Regions from separate parts of the Neogale vison genome. Here region 1 is linked to region 2. Evidence: chromatin contacts called from public Hi-C data. All regions are on one chromosome and are shown on one strand. Each heading gives the region's core, a stretch centred on a gene start, on an enhancer-like site or on the middle of the called end of the contact. The rest is flanking DNA. Distances are from core to core; before and after follow the strand shown. Region 1 holds the start of PPP1R12C (protein phosphatase 1 regulatory subunit 12C). Region 2 holds the start of U2AF2 (splicing factor U2AF 65 kDa subunit).

The links. A called contact is a pair of places that touch in the nucleus more often than the background predicts.
Region 1: a Hi-C map of muscle shows a contact between it and region 2, with 13 times the contacts expected there. The contact joins the promoter of PPP1R12C here to the promoter of U2AF2 in region 2. A contact is called at or near these places in 2 of 3 Hi-C or Micro-C datasets (fibroblasts and muscle).

What each region holds. Positions count from the first base shown.
Region 1 is chr7:60,132,944-60,139,056 of ASM_NN_V1, forward strand. PPP1R12C (protein phosphatase 1 regulatory subunit 12C) reads left to right here and starts at 2,168. Exons shown (of 22, transcript XM_044257631.1): 1 at 2,168-2,488. The coding sequence starts at 2,168.
Region 2 is chr7:59,757,409-59,763,596 of ASM_NN_V1, forward strand. It overlaps U2AF2 (splicing factor U2AF 65 kDa subunit), which reads right to left and starts at 3,388. Exons shown (of 12, transcript XM_044257571.1): 1 at 3,194-3,388. The coding sequence starts at 3,242. It overlaps CCDC106 (coiled-coil domain-containing protein 106), which reads right to left. Exons shown (of 6, transcript XM_044257574.1): 5 at 6,145-6,188; 6 at 4,846-5,694. The coding sequence ends at 5,378.

The DNA of each region.
Region 1 (6,113 bases), core at 918-3,417, 370 kb after region 2:
AGTGGCTTTGAAGCCCAGCCTGAAATCAGCAGTAGAAGGGGAAAACAAATCATGCGGGATAAGCAGGTCTGTCCCTGGGCCCATTAGTGGAAACACTGTTTCTCCATCCACCGCATCTGGCCACTCTCCAAGTGGCTTGCAATCAGCAGACTTGGGGGGTTCTTGGAAGCTGACCAGCTGACTGGCTGTATCTGTTGGTTTGGGCTGTAGAAGCAGGGCCTCACATCTGACTGGGTTTCGGCCATAGTCTTATCTAGCGTATGAGTTTGTGGGTCCGTTGGCAGCTGGTGCTGGGCTTAGTGGGGTGGTTCTTCTGGGCGCGGCCAATCTGGCCCCGGCTTGCTGGTGCAGCCGCAGTCTTCTGGCTGCTCAGTGGAACTAGTTGGTTTAGGGCAGCCCTGTTTGGGATGGCTGGGACCTCTCTCCATGTGGTTGTATGCTTCTTTCTAAGGAGGGACATCTAGGGTTTTCTTTCATATATTTCAGCCTAATCTCACACTCCCAGAATTTTGTTTATCTTCCTCTGTTATCCTGTGAATGGCTCCTCATGTTTTGGCAGCTTGATTCTGGGGCTTGGACCCCTTTAAAGAGCCTTCATGGAAAGCCCACCCAGCAGTGTTCATTCCCATTGGATAGGCCACCCCTCATTGCAAAGACGACTAGGTCTCTGGCTCACTCTTTAGCTACCTGGGGCTCTGCCACTTCAGATAAGACCAGGGTTCTATTTTTGAGGATGGAAACACTAGCCGTGGGCAGGCAATTAGTCCGAGACCCACACCCAGGTCTTGGTGGTCAGACTGGGTTCTTGGGGCCTGACCAGCCCTATCTTTCAGAATTGTGTGTGCCTCCCACTGGTTTGGGATCCTATAAATGCACACCCAACTTCTCCCTTCCTAACAAATCCACAATGGAGAAGGTGCAGGGAATTATGATGCTACGCGGGGTCACCTGGGTGGCTCAGTGGGTTAAGCCTCTGTCTTCGGCTCAGGTCGTGATCTCCGCGTCCTGGAATCGAGCCACGCATCGGGCTCTCTGCTCAGCGGGGAGCCTGCTTCCTCCTCTCTTTCTGCCTGCCTCTCTATTTGCGATCTCTGTCAAATAAATAAATAAATAAATAAATAAATAAATAAATAAATAAATAAATAAATAAATAAATAAATAAATAAATAAATAAATAAATAAATAAATACATACATACATACATACATACATACATACATACATACATACATACATACATACATACTTTAAAAAAATCGTAATAAAACGCTACGCCGAACGCTTCACTGAGGACTGCAAATCCCAGCATGGCTTGCGAGGACATAAAGAGCCTGGAATACATTTCCCAGCGTGCACACGAGCGGGAGAGTGGCGGGCGCATGAAGGTTCTGGGGGCGCTATTGTTGTGGACCCTGCCCCTCTGGACTCCTCTTGCCCTTGGGCCTGGTTTTTCCAGTGCTTGGGGTTCTGCCTAGGACCCACCGTGCCTCCAGGGGCGGGCCCTGAGGACTACATTTCCCGGCGTGCGTTGGGGCTGCGGGCGGAAGGCAGTGACCTCTGCCCACTTTTGTCTCCCATCATGATCCCAGTCACCCGGGGAGGCTGGGACTCGGGTCGTCCCGAAGGCTCTCTGGGTCGCGTGGCGCCCTGGCGTGTCCCGTGACCTCGGGTATCCCTCCATTCATGGGTCGCGCACTCTTGGGCCCCACTCTGGCGCCGGGAAGAAGACAAATGTCCTTGTTTTCCGGCCGCGTACTTCTAGTTGAAGGGAGCCGACCCAAGGGCCACAGTAAAGAGTCACGTGGGGAAATGGGCGTTATAGCTTTCCCGGCTCCCGGCCCCGTGGGACCGAGCACTGCCTTTCCCGAAGCTCCCCGCCCCATCGCCCTCGATCCGGGGAGCGGCGGACTTCCCAGCGTGCCCCGGGGCGGAGCGAGGCCGGACGGTTGCCAGGAGCAACTTCCGCTTGCGGACTCCATTTCCCAGCGCCCCCCGTGGCGGCGTCCTGACGTCAGCGCGCCGAGCGGAGGCAGACAGATCCTCCGGCGGCGCGGGGCCAGCGGCAGTTCCCGGCGGCCCCGGGCGGGCGGCGGCGGCGGCGGCAGCGGCAGCTCCTCCTCGCGGCTCGGCGCTCGCTCGCTCGCTCACCGGGCGGGCGGGCGGCGCGATGTCCGGCGAGGACGGCCCGGGGGCGGGCCCTGGGGCGGCCGCGGCCGCGGCCCGGGAGCGGCGGCGGGAGCAGCTGCGGCAGTGGGGGGCGCGGGCGGGCACCGATCCGGGCCCCGCGGAGCGGCGCGCCCGCACCGTGCGCTTTGAGCGCGCCGCCGAGTTCCTGGCGGCCTGCGCGGGCGGCGACCTGGACGAGGCGCGCCTGATGCTGCGCGCGGCGGACCCTGGCCCCGGCGCCGAGCTCGACCCCGCCGCCCCGCCGCCCGCCCGCGCGGTGCTCGACTCGACCAACGCCGACGGCATCAGCGCCCTGCACCAGGTCAGCGGGTCCGAGCCCCCTCGAGCGTGCCCCCAGCATGAGTCGCGGTTGCCGCCCTGGTCTGCGCCCCCTCTGCCGCTCCACCCGCTGGAGCTCGCCGCTTCTAGTCTTGAGCCTCCTCAGCCTGCCGGGTCTTTACCACCCTGCGCCGCCCACTCTCCGGACGCGAGCCCCTGCTGACAGCCTCCGTCTGGTCCGTTCCGCCCGCCCCGTCGTTGCCGCTGCGCGCCGCCTTCTCCCGACCCCGAGCGCGCTGTACGAGTTTGGTACCCCCCCCCCCAGCCCCCGTTGCCCCTTTCCAGGCAGGTACTCTAGCAGCAGGGTCCTCTCGCTCCGGCGCCCCCCGGGCTTCCTGCCCTTGTCCCTGGCCTGGGCCGCCGCCTTTGCTAGGCCCGGATATTCCGTGCGGCTGCTTTCGGCTTCGTGCTCCTTCCCTGTTCCTTCTCAGCCTTGGGCAGTGCCCTCTGAGGCTGGGGGAGGATGCTCTTTCTTGGGCCCCTCCTGCTAGGCTTCGCTTCCTTGTCTGGGTCACCTCGTCCTATTTCCAACCCTGATGCCGATGCCGTCTGCACTTTCCGGAGGCTGTGCCACCTGTCTCCCACAGGTGGGAGATATGTGGGGGATGTTTGTCCTTCTCAGGGCACCGCGTCGTCCTCACGCCCCTTCCCTTGGCTAGGCCTGTATCCTTGGTCTTTTCTGGGGAACCTCAGAGCACCCACCTCTCTGTCCTCGGTCATCTTGCTTTCCGCGCCCGATGCCTTCTCTTGGAGATTTGGGCAGCTTCTTTCCCATAGGCTGATCTCTCTGGCTCTCGTCATGTCACCTCCGCAAGGCTTCTAGAACCCTGCTGGTCCTCTCCTCCACAAGCTGGCCCCCGTGTCTTTCCAAGACTCCCTGATTGTTGCCTCCAGTGTATCTGTGGCCCAGAAGTAGGGCCGCCTTATGCTCCAGGAATCTCTCTGGTTTTGGGTGCATTTATCTGTTCCTCCACGGTGGGACCACCGGGCACAGGACTGGTCACAGAAGAGCCTCTGGCCCCTGTGTGATCCCTTAGACCGTCTTCTTCCTGGGCCAGTCCTCAGCCCTCTCCTCTGTGCCAGAACCCACAGGGTTCGGTAATGGATGGAGTCACAGCAGACCCTGGGAAGGAAAGGTTGATGGGGGAGGCAGGGATGTTGGAAGTAGCCCACTTCTCAGGTCTCCACAAAGAGGAGAGGAGCGATTGAGGAGAAGCAGAACTGGCCCTAAGTTCTAACCTCAGTTGCTCAGCTTTGTGGCTTTGCTTTACTGTCCATTCTCTGCCTCAGTTTCCTCTCCTGTGCAGCAGGGCTAGCGGTGGGTCCCTCCCTGGCTGGGCTCTGGAGAAGGAGGGAACTCGTATGTGTGGAAATCCCTTCAGGAAGCAGCGTAGGCATTCAGCTGGGGAGTTGCTGCTGCCTGGTCTAAGTGCCCGGCCTCCCCCTTTTTCTCTTTCCCAACCCCCCAGGCCTGTCCCCTACAGAGTCCCTCGTGCTATCTGGGAAATTTTCTTCCACCCACAGAACAGTCCTGCTTCCCTGAGATCTTGTAAGTTCTCAGAGGACTTGGCAAGTCCAGGAGGGGTGTGTCAGGCTCCCATGTCCCCCTTCGCCATCATCCATGACTTGGCTCACCTGGACTTCCCCTCAGGGGCTCTTGGTCCTGCTCTTGAGGCTGAATCCCCCCTTCTCTGGCATCCCCTGGGCCTGGACCCTTGCAAAAGGCCACTCTGAGCTTGCCTAGCAGGCTGCCTTTTCAGGTGAGATCTTTCTCCCACTCCAGGCAGGTACCTGGTAAACTCACTTTGTAGGAGGCCTGAAGGGTTAGGGCTTTGGAGGTTCAGAGAGGGGAAGTTCCCGCCTCAGGTCACATGGCCAGCAAGCCAGCGAGCTGGGGTTAGGTCAGGCCTGGGGTGGGGTGACCAGCTCATGGTGGTTTGCATGAGACTGGTCTGGTTTTTGCAGGGAAAGTCCCAGGTCTCAGGCATCCCCTGTCCCACGCTCCTGGGCCTTGTCTGGGTGAGTCCTGGGACTGTGATTTCTTTTCTGAATTCTCCCTGGAGTGGGTCCCGGGGCGTCAGCCCCCTGCCTTGGTTGTGGTCTGGGAGTTCTTAGAGCTGGGTGCTTGCTTCAGGTGGGTTCGCTGACCACTTGAGAAGGCTCCTGTGCTTCAGGTGGGTTCGCTGACCACTTGAGAAGGCTCCTGTACTGTCCCTTCTCCACAAAATCGCCTTGTGCATTAGTGGCTGGCTCTGCAGTGTGGTGTAGAAGAGATTGGGAGCTGCAGTTCTTAGGTCTGAATAGGGAGGGTGGCAGCTGGGATTCTTGGGTATGGGTGGGGGAGGGGCTTGGACTCCTGGGTCTAGGGGGGTGCGGGGGTGGGGGCTGTCATCTGGATTCTTGAATCCCTGGTGCCCAAGCCTCGGGCATCTTTCACATGGATTCCTGTGCCTGGCCAGGTCCTTGAAAGGGAAAGGCCCATCTCCCTCCTTGACACCCCCCCCATCACCATGACAACCGGGTAGAAATAAACGGAGCCGAGTTCATCCCGTTCCCAGGGCACGTGTGGCCCCCCTTTCACGGCCTGAGTTTCCATGACTTCATGCTCTTGGCCCTCATGGCCTGCTCTCCCTTCTCCAGATGGGTGGTTTTGGAGAGTTGAGGGAGTTGGGGGGTTAATTTACCCTGAGAACTCGGGACTCCAGGCCTACCCCTTCCCTTGACCCAGCTCAGGTCCTAGCTCCCCGTGTTTGCACGTGCCCTGGGCTATAAATCCCTTCTTTGTCCCCACTTGCTGTGCCTGCTTGGGCCAGGGCTCTTGTCTCCCTGAGACTGATTTCTTCCTCCGCTGTGCAGAGCCCTGACAGCAGATCAGGGAGGATCTTCCCAAGTGTGAACCTCTTGGAACAGTGCTCCCTGTGTAGTGGGTCCTCAGTGCATGGGAGCTACGTCTGGGCTCCATGCTCAGGGAACAGGCAAACGCAGCCGTTTGTACCCCTTGAGGAGTCTTGTCCAGGACTCTCATTCTGCCCCACGTTCCCAGGGACTTGGTGACTTTAAGAGCCCTGCATAGCCTTGGCCCCCAGGGGCCTAGCCTCTCCCCTCAGGGTATAAGTCAGGGCCATGGTCAGTTCCTAGAGTGTATCTCCTGGGCCTGTGGGAGGAAGAGCTGGGGTCCTACACTCCTGGATTTGAGGGAGGAGAGAGCTGGGGGGCCTGGACTTCAGGGTCTGAGGGAGTAGGGGCTAGGGGGCCTGGACTCTAGGGTCTAAGGGAGGAGGGGCTGGGGGCCTGGACTCCTGGGTCTGATGGAGGAGGGCCTGGGGGACCAGGACTCCTGGGTCTGAGGGAGGAGGGGCTGGGGACTCAGACCCCTGAGTCTGAGGGAGAAGGGTTGTGGGCATGGACTCCTGGGTCTGATGGAGGAGGGGCTGTGGGCCTGGACTCCCCTATCTGAGGGAGGAGGGGCTGGGGGTCTGGACTCCTGGTTCTGAGAGAGGAGGCTGGGGGCCTGGACTGCTGGGTCAGGGAGGAGGGGTCCATTACCGGAAGCCCTGTCCTGTTGGTGGTGACTGGGGTACACTGTATCTGACAAAGCATCTTCCGGG
Region 2 (6,188 bases), core at 2,138-4,637:
AGGGGGAGGAGAATGAGCTGAGGGAGGACACCGCCCAGCCCACCCACTCACTGGTGGCTAAGCCCCGAGCCCCAGGGAGGCCACCCCCAAGGGGAAGGGACTCAGTGGAAGAGGGCAGATAACAGGCTTCCTGGGTCCACAAGCCAGTCCAGGGACCCTGGGGGACCAAGGGCACGGGAGCTGGTTACCTGAGGGGACAGGGCCTGGAAACGCCCCCGGGGTGTAAGATACCTGAGGCTGCTCAGGAGGAGCTGGGGAGCCAGAGAAGACAGAGGAGGCTGGCTCCTGGTCCCCCTCGAGGGCTGAGGGGCCTGACCCCAGGGTCGTCCCTGAGAGGGGCAGGGCTAGAGGCTGGGGAATCAAGAGACCCAATGATGTTTTCCTGAATGAAGGAAACTGGCGACCCCTCAGGAAAGACCTCCTCAACCAGCTGGCACCCACAGCCCCACCATCAGGCCCCGGGGTCAGCTGCCAGGCAGGATCTGACATCCCCAGGAAGCCAGGACACCTGACGGTCCCTTCCCAACCAGGTGAAGAATGCAGGATGCCCTCCTGTAGGGATGTGCCCCTTTCTGATCCTGGGCTACAGAGGAGGTACCTGGTCCCACCTCAGGAGCTGGGGGAGGAGCGTGCCCTAGCCCCCGTCCTCACAGGCTGGTATCCCAAACCACCCCATCCTGCCCACACTCCCCCAAAGCCAGGGACTGGGGTCCAGCCCCCAGTTGGCTCCCTCAACCCCCTCAATGGCCTTGGGGTGACAACTCAGAATGGAGCACAGCCAGGCCCATAAAAACAAAGAAGCCTCCGCTCAAAGACCTCTCACCCCAGGAAGGAGGTGCGGACCAACCCACCAGCACGGAGTCCCAGTGCGTTTCCTTATTCTTTGGTTCGAAGACCCCCCCAACTCCTCCACTACCACACATCCATGGACAAAAGCAGTGAGATGCAGTAAGGACAAGGTGGTGGACTTTAGCCCCCTTGTTACTACCTCATCTTCTATGTTTTCTGAGACTTCATGTGTGAACTTTCTATAAATAAAACTCAATTCCAGAACGACTAAAACTCAAGATAAACAAGCATCTCAGAAAAGGAAAAACCGGAGCAGCAGACAAAAGAATGCTCCTAAAACCCATCTATACTGAGTAGCCCCACTTGCCCTCAGCCCTTCCTGTGCAGAAAAAACATTTAAACCCAAATAACATAAAGAGACCAAGGCACAGAAAAGCCCATGACTCGCCCATGGCAAAACCAAGACAACGTGTGCCCGGAAAGTGCACCCTGTAACGTTATCAAGTATGGTTAGGCACCTGGACACACTTCTTAACTCAGGATACGCAAAACCCTCAAGGGTCTGCCTGAAGCTGCCAGTAATGACGCTAGTATCCCTATCAAGTTAGGAAAACGAAAGCTGAACTGGCCCTAACCACGGTTGGGGTGAAGCAGGAACAGACAGACCGGCAGGCACCAGACATGCAGCAGCTGCGGCCTGGAGCTGCGGGCCTCTGGCTCCACACTGGTAAGATGAGCAGGCTCTGAGCCCCAAGAACTCTCCCTAAGGCGAGGCTCTGAGATGAACACACAGCCAGAGGGACGGCAGAGGAAGCAGAGATGCCCGTGCCACCAGACGAGGAAATTCACTCTCCGGAGACACACGTGCCCCAAGCATGGGCTGAAGCTAGAGGCTGGCCCCCAGAGGGGAGGATCTGCAGGCAGAGCGACACGTGCACAGAGCTTCCCGCCTCCCCACACAACCAGTTCCACCAACCGCACTCAGGTTGGGGCTCAGGGCTGGCCCCCCAGTGCCGCAGTGAAGCCAGAAGGGGCTCCAGCAGTCCCGGCCGGCAGCCCGGCCTCCCACTGGCAAACGCAGAGAGGACTGCAGCCTTTCTGCCTCCTGACGATGGGAAATCACGCAAACACAGCCAAACCTCCTTGAAACAAAGGTCCCGTGGGCCCCCGCGGTGAGGATGCGGCCCGACGACACTTGCAAAGCACCTCTCGGCGCCGGCGCCAACTCCACGAAGACGGGCCTCTCCGCTTTGGAATGCGACAGCGCACAAAGGACAGTTTCACAAAAACCACGCCGCTTATCAAGCCCTTAGCGTATACCGAACCCCACGGCACGCGCGCCTCTCCGTGTTCCCCGCGTGACCCGGGCTCTGCCCCGGACCAGCTGAGGTCCGCGGAAGTGCTGAACCCCGAGCCTGCCTCCCCGCGCAGAGCAAACACATCGGCTCCGCCTCGCGCGCTCTCTCGGAGGCGCACTCCGAAGACACCCACGGGCTCAGCAAACAGCCCAGCGCAGGGCGCGCGCCCAGATCACCTAGCACTATGGCCCTCCTCGATGCCGCAAACGCAGGGCCGCGACACCCACACAGGGGTCTCGGGAAGCACGGCGGCCAGCGCACGGACGCTCCAGAGCAAGGCCTCTTCCCGGCCGCCCGGCCCCGCACACGGACCGCAGCAGCGTGCACCGCCTGCCCTGGTGCTGACACCCCGCAATCCCCACGCCCCTCGTCCCACACGGCGCGGCACAACACGGCAAAGACCGCGTCCACGCGCCCCACCACGGGGACCAAACGAGCAGCCAACAATCCACGCCGCGGGCGCCGCGCCCCGAGGACGCACGCGTGTCCTCCCCCCTGAGGGACACCGCCGCAGCCCGCTGCCTCGGAGCGGGGGGGGCAGGGGCTCCGCCGCGCCCACGTGAAGGGGGCTCTCAACCGCCATTTTGGGACAAAGGGGGCGTGGAGACCCGGGCCGCGGGCCCGGCCGGAAGCGGAAGTGCCGGGGCAGCGGGAAAGAAAGGAAGCACCACGGAATGGATACACAGAAACCCTCTTTTCAGAGTATTTTAAAAAGGAAAGAAAGAAAAGAGAGTGGCGAATACGCGAGGAAACACCCAGCCAGCCCGCGGGTCCGCGCCGCCTCCGCCGCGGACCACGTGGGGCGCAGAACGGAGCGCGCCGCGCATGCGTCCGGGACCCGCGCCCGCCGCCCCCTCCCCTCCCTTCCCCTCTCGCGCGCGGCGGTACGCCGGGTAGTCACGTGAACGAGGCGCGCGCCGCGGAGCGGTGGGGGGGGGGCGCCGCGCGGCCCTGAAAGGAGGGGGAAAGAGAGGAGTAAAATGGCGCGGGACACGGAGAGGCCAGAAGCCACGCCGCCCGCCGCCCGCCGCCCCCGGCGCCCTTACCTTGCTTATTCTCGTTGAGCTGCCGCTCGAACTCGTCGAAGTCCGACATGCTGAGGCGGCCGCGTAAGGGCCTGTGCAGCTCTGGCCTCGCCTTGCCGCCCGCCCGCTCCGGCCGCTTCGGCTACTTCCGCCGCTCGCTTCGGCTACTTCCGGCCGCCGCCGGCGCTCCGCCGCCTCCTACCTAATCAAGCCCGGGACGCCCGCCCCGCCCCGCCCCGGCTCCGCCCCTCTCCCCGCCCTCCCGCCCGCGAACCGCCCCTCCCCCCCAGAGCCTGGCTCCAAATAGCGTCGGCTATTTCCGGGCCGTAGAAGGAATCGCTAGCGGCGGCTTCGGCAGCTTCCGAAAACACCCGAAGCGAGGATTTCACCGGCTTCCCAGGCTATCGTAACTTTTCGGAAACTAGCTCTTCAACGTTCGGGTGTTTCCGTAGGTCCGCGCGTTCCTCTGCGCCCAGCGCCCCCCCCCCAAGGGTTCGGCTTCTTCCGACAATTCAAACCGTCCCCGTCTCTCGCTGCTCCCGCAGATTCGACCCGCTCTTCGCTGCCGGCCCTATCCAAGCAATCGGCTACTTCCGACAATCCTAAACGTCCCGCACTTCTGCGCTTTCTGAAGGTTTCCAGCGCTGGCTCTCGGACGCGAGGATTAAACCCGATGCCAAGCTTCGGCTCTCTCCGGACACTGCACTCACTCCTCCCCAGCCGGTGAACTTCGGCTCCTTCCGCCACCGCTTCGGGAAGGCCTCACTCACGGGAGACAGCTTCGGTTTTTTCCGTCGGCGCTTCGGCTCCTTCCGGCTTCGGGAACCGAAAAGGGAGGGAGGACAGAGACGAGGTTGGTCAGGAGAAGGGATACGGAAAAAGGGCGGGGTCCCGGCTCTCTGCCCCTGCCCCTCCGGGTGAGGAGAGCAGAGGAAAAGAAGGGCCGATTTCGCAGAGGGCCTAAGAAGGTTGCGCGAGACAAAAGCAGGCAGCGGGGTGAAGGGTGCGCGCGGCCGCTGCGGAGGTTGCCAGCGCGGCTTTGTGCGCCTGCGCAGAGTGGAAAAGGAGGAGAGCGAGTTGGGCTTCTGCGCCTGCGTAGAGGTCGGTCTGAGGCGAGGTTTCTCACCGCTCGGGAGGCGAACGGGTGCCAGAGGCCCCAGCACGCATGCGCGAGACTTTCCCTCACTCCGGGAAAGGTACTGGATTCCAGACCGTTAGGCACAGCCGCCGTCTCCTGGTTGCTGTAGCAACAGCGTAAGCGCGCTCGCTCCCCTCCCGAGCGCAGGCGGAGCAGGCGACGTAGAGGGCACTTCCGGAAGAGCGGTAATTTGGCAGTACCGCCTCCTGGCGGGCGGGCGTGGAAGCCTCCGCCCGAAGGTGTCTTTTCCCGGTCCCCGCCGCGGTCGCTCCCGCCGGCGGTCACTGAGTCCCGGCCCCTGCCACCGCGCCTCAAGTCGAGCTAGCCTCTTTCCCGGAGCTCTACCTCTCCGAGTTGCCTGGGGCACAGATGCTTTCCCTCCTCCCGCCCCTGCCGCCGGGAGTGCTAATTACACCCTGTCTCCCTGAGCTCCTGCTCCCTGCCTGACCGCCCGCTCCGTGGAACTCGCCGGGATCCCCGTCACTGTCTCCGCGGCAACGGACACCCCCTCCAAAAAGGAGCCGGGCCTAGTTTATTCCAAATTTTATCGTCTCTCTTTAATTTAAATTCTCTGAATAATTCTTTCTTGCCCGGAATGCGGGTGGAGAGCTCCTGGCAGAGTGGGCCAGCCTCCCCTCGGGGCTGGGGGTAAAGACGGGGTATGTACAGTGCCTGGCCCCGCAGAGAGTCTCGCAGTGTCCCCCAGAGGAAGCGCCCGTTGAGGGAAGGACGGTGCAGCTCGCGTGGGAGGGGTGCCAGTGTTTGGGAAAGGGCAGAAACCTAACCCTGGGCGCTTGGGAGCCAGGCTAAGTGGACGCCCCTCCCCAAGGGATGCAGAGAAAGGGGAGGCTGCTAGGAACGTGAGAGGCAAGGAGGGGACCGGATCTATATACGAGGGACCTGGGGTGGGAGTGGGGATCTGCAGGAGCAGGAGAGGCACGTGCAGAAACACCCCAGGGCCTCTGGAGGAGCACGCCGCTCATGCACACGCTTGCCCGGTGCCAGGAGGGACACAGGAGGGAGGGAAGTGGGGGCCAAGGGCGCATCCCAGGCCAGGTGGGGCAGGATCACCGCTTGAAGCGGTAGGTGATGGGGAGCAGCAGCTTGCTCTTCTTGAGCGCCTGCACCTTCTTGAGGGTCTCGTCGTCCAGGGCCAGGAAGCAGCGGCGCGAGTACTCCAGCAGACGCTCCTTAGAGGGGTCGAACTCGCCCACCTCCGCCAGCTTCTCTGGGGCCACGATGAGCAGCTCCGCAATGGGCGTGGTCAGCGCCACCGTGTTGCGATCTACTCGGTGGTGCTCAAAGGCCCGAGACATGCTCTTCAGCTTCTGGAAGGTGCCCAGGATCTTCTTGTAGCGGCAGAGGACTCCATCTGCATCCTTCACTGTAAGGCCAGGGCAGGCAGAGAGGGAGACATGAGGAACAGAGATGGACATGGGAGGCAGAGCTGGGGCCCGGACAGCGAGCCCCATACAGGAAGAGCCAAGAGACCAACAACATGGAAATCCAGAGGACACGTGGGTGAGGAGTCAAGAGGTGGTGGGATACATGGAGACAGAGCGAGACAAGTGCAAAAATCAGAGAAGGCAGGCCCAGAGAGGAGTTGTTCCCAGCCCCCCCTGAGCCTCACCCCCTCCCCTTGTTACTGATGAGAAACCTGAAGCTCAGACCCAGATGGCAAGGCTGGTGAGGGTGGACTGCGAAGTAAGACTACATGGACAGTCTGTCTGGGACAGACAACCAGGCTAGGGGAGAAGGGAGAGCCTCCTCCAAGGTCGCAGCAAGCCCCCAGCCCAGACCCTTTGACCTCCCATCCCGAGTGCGCCTTGCTCACCCCGCTGCCTCTCGCGTGCCTTGGGCTTCCCAAAGCGCCTTCGG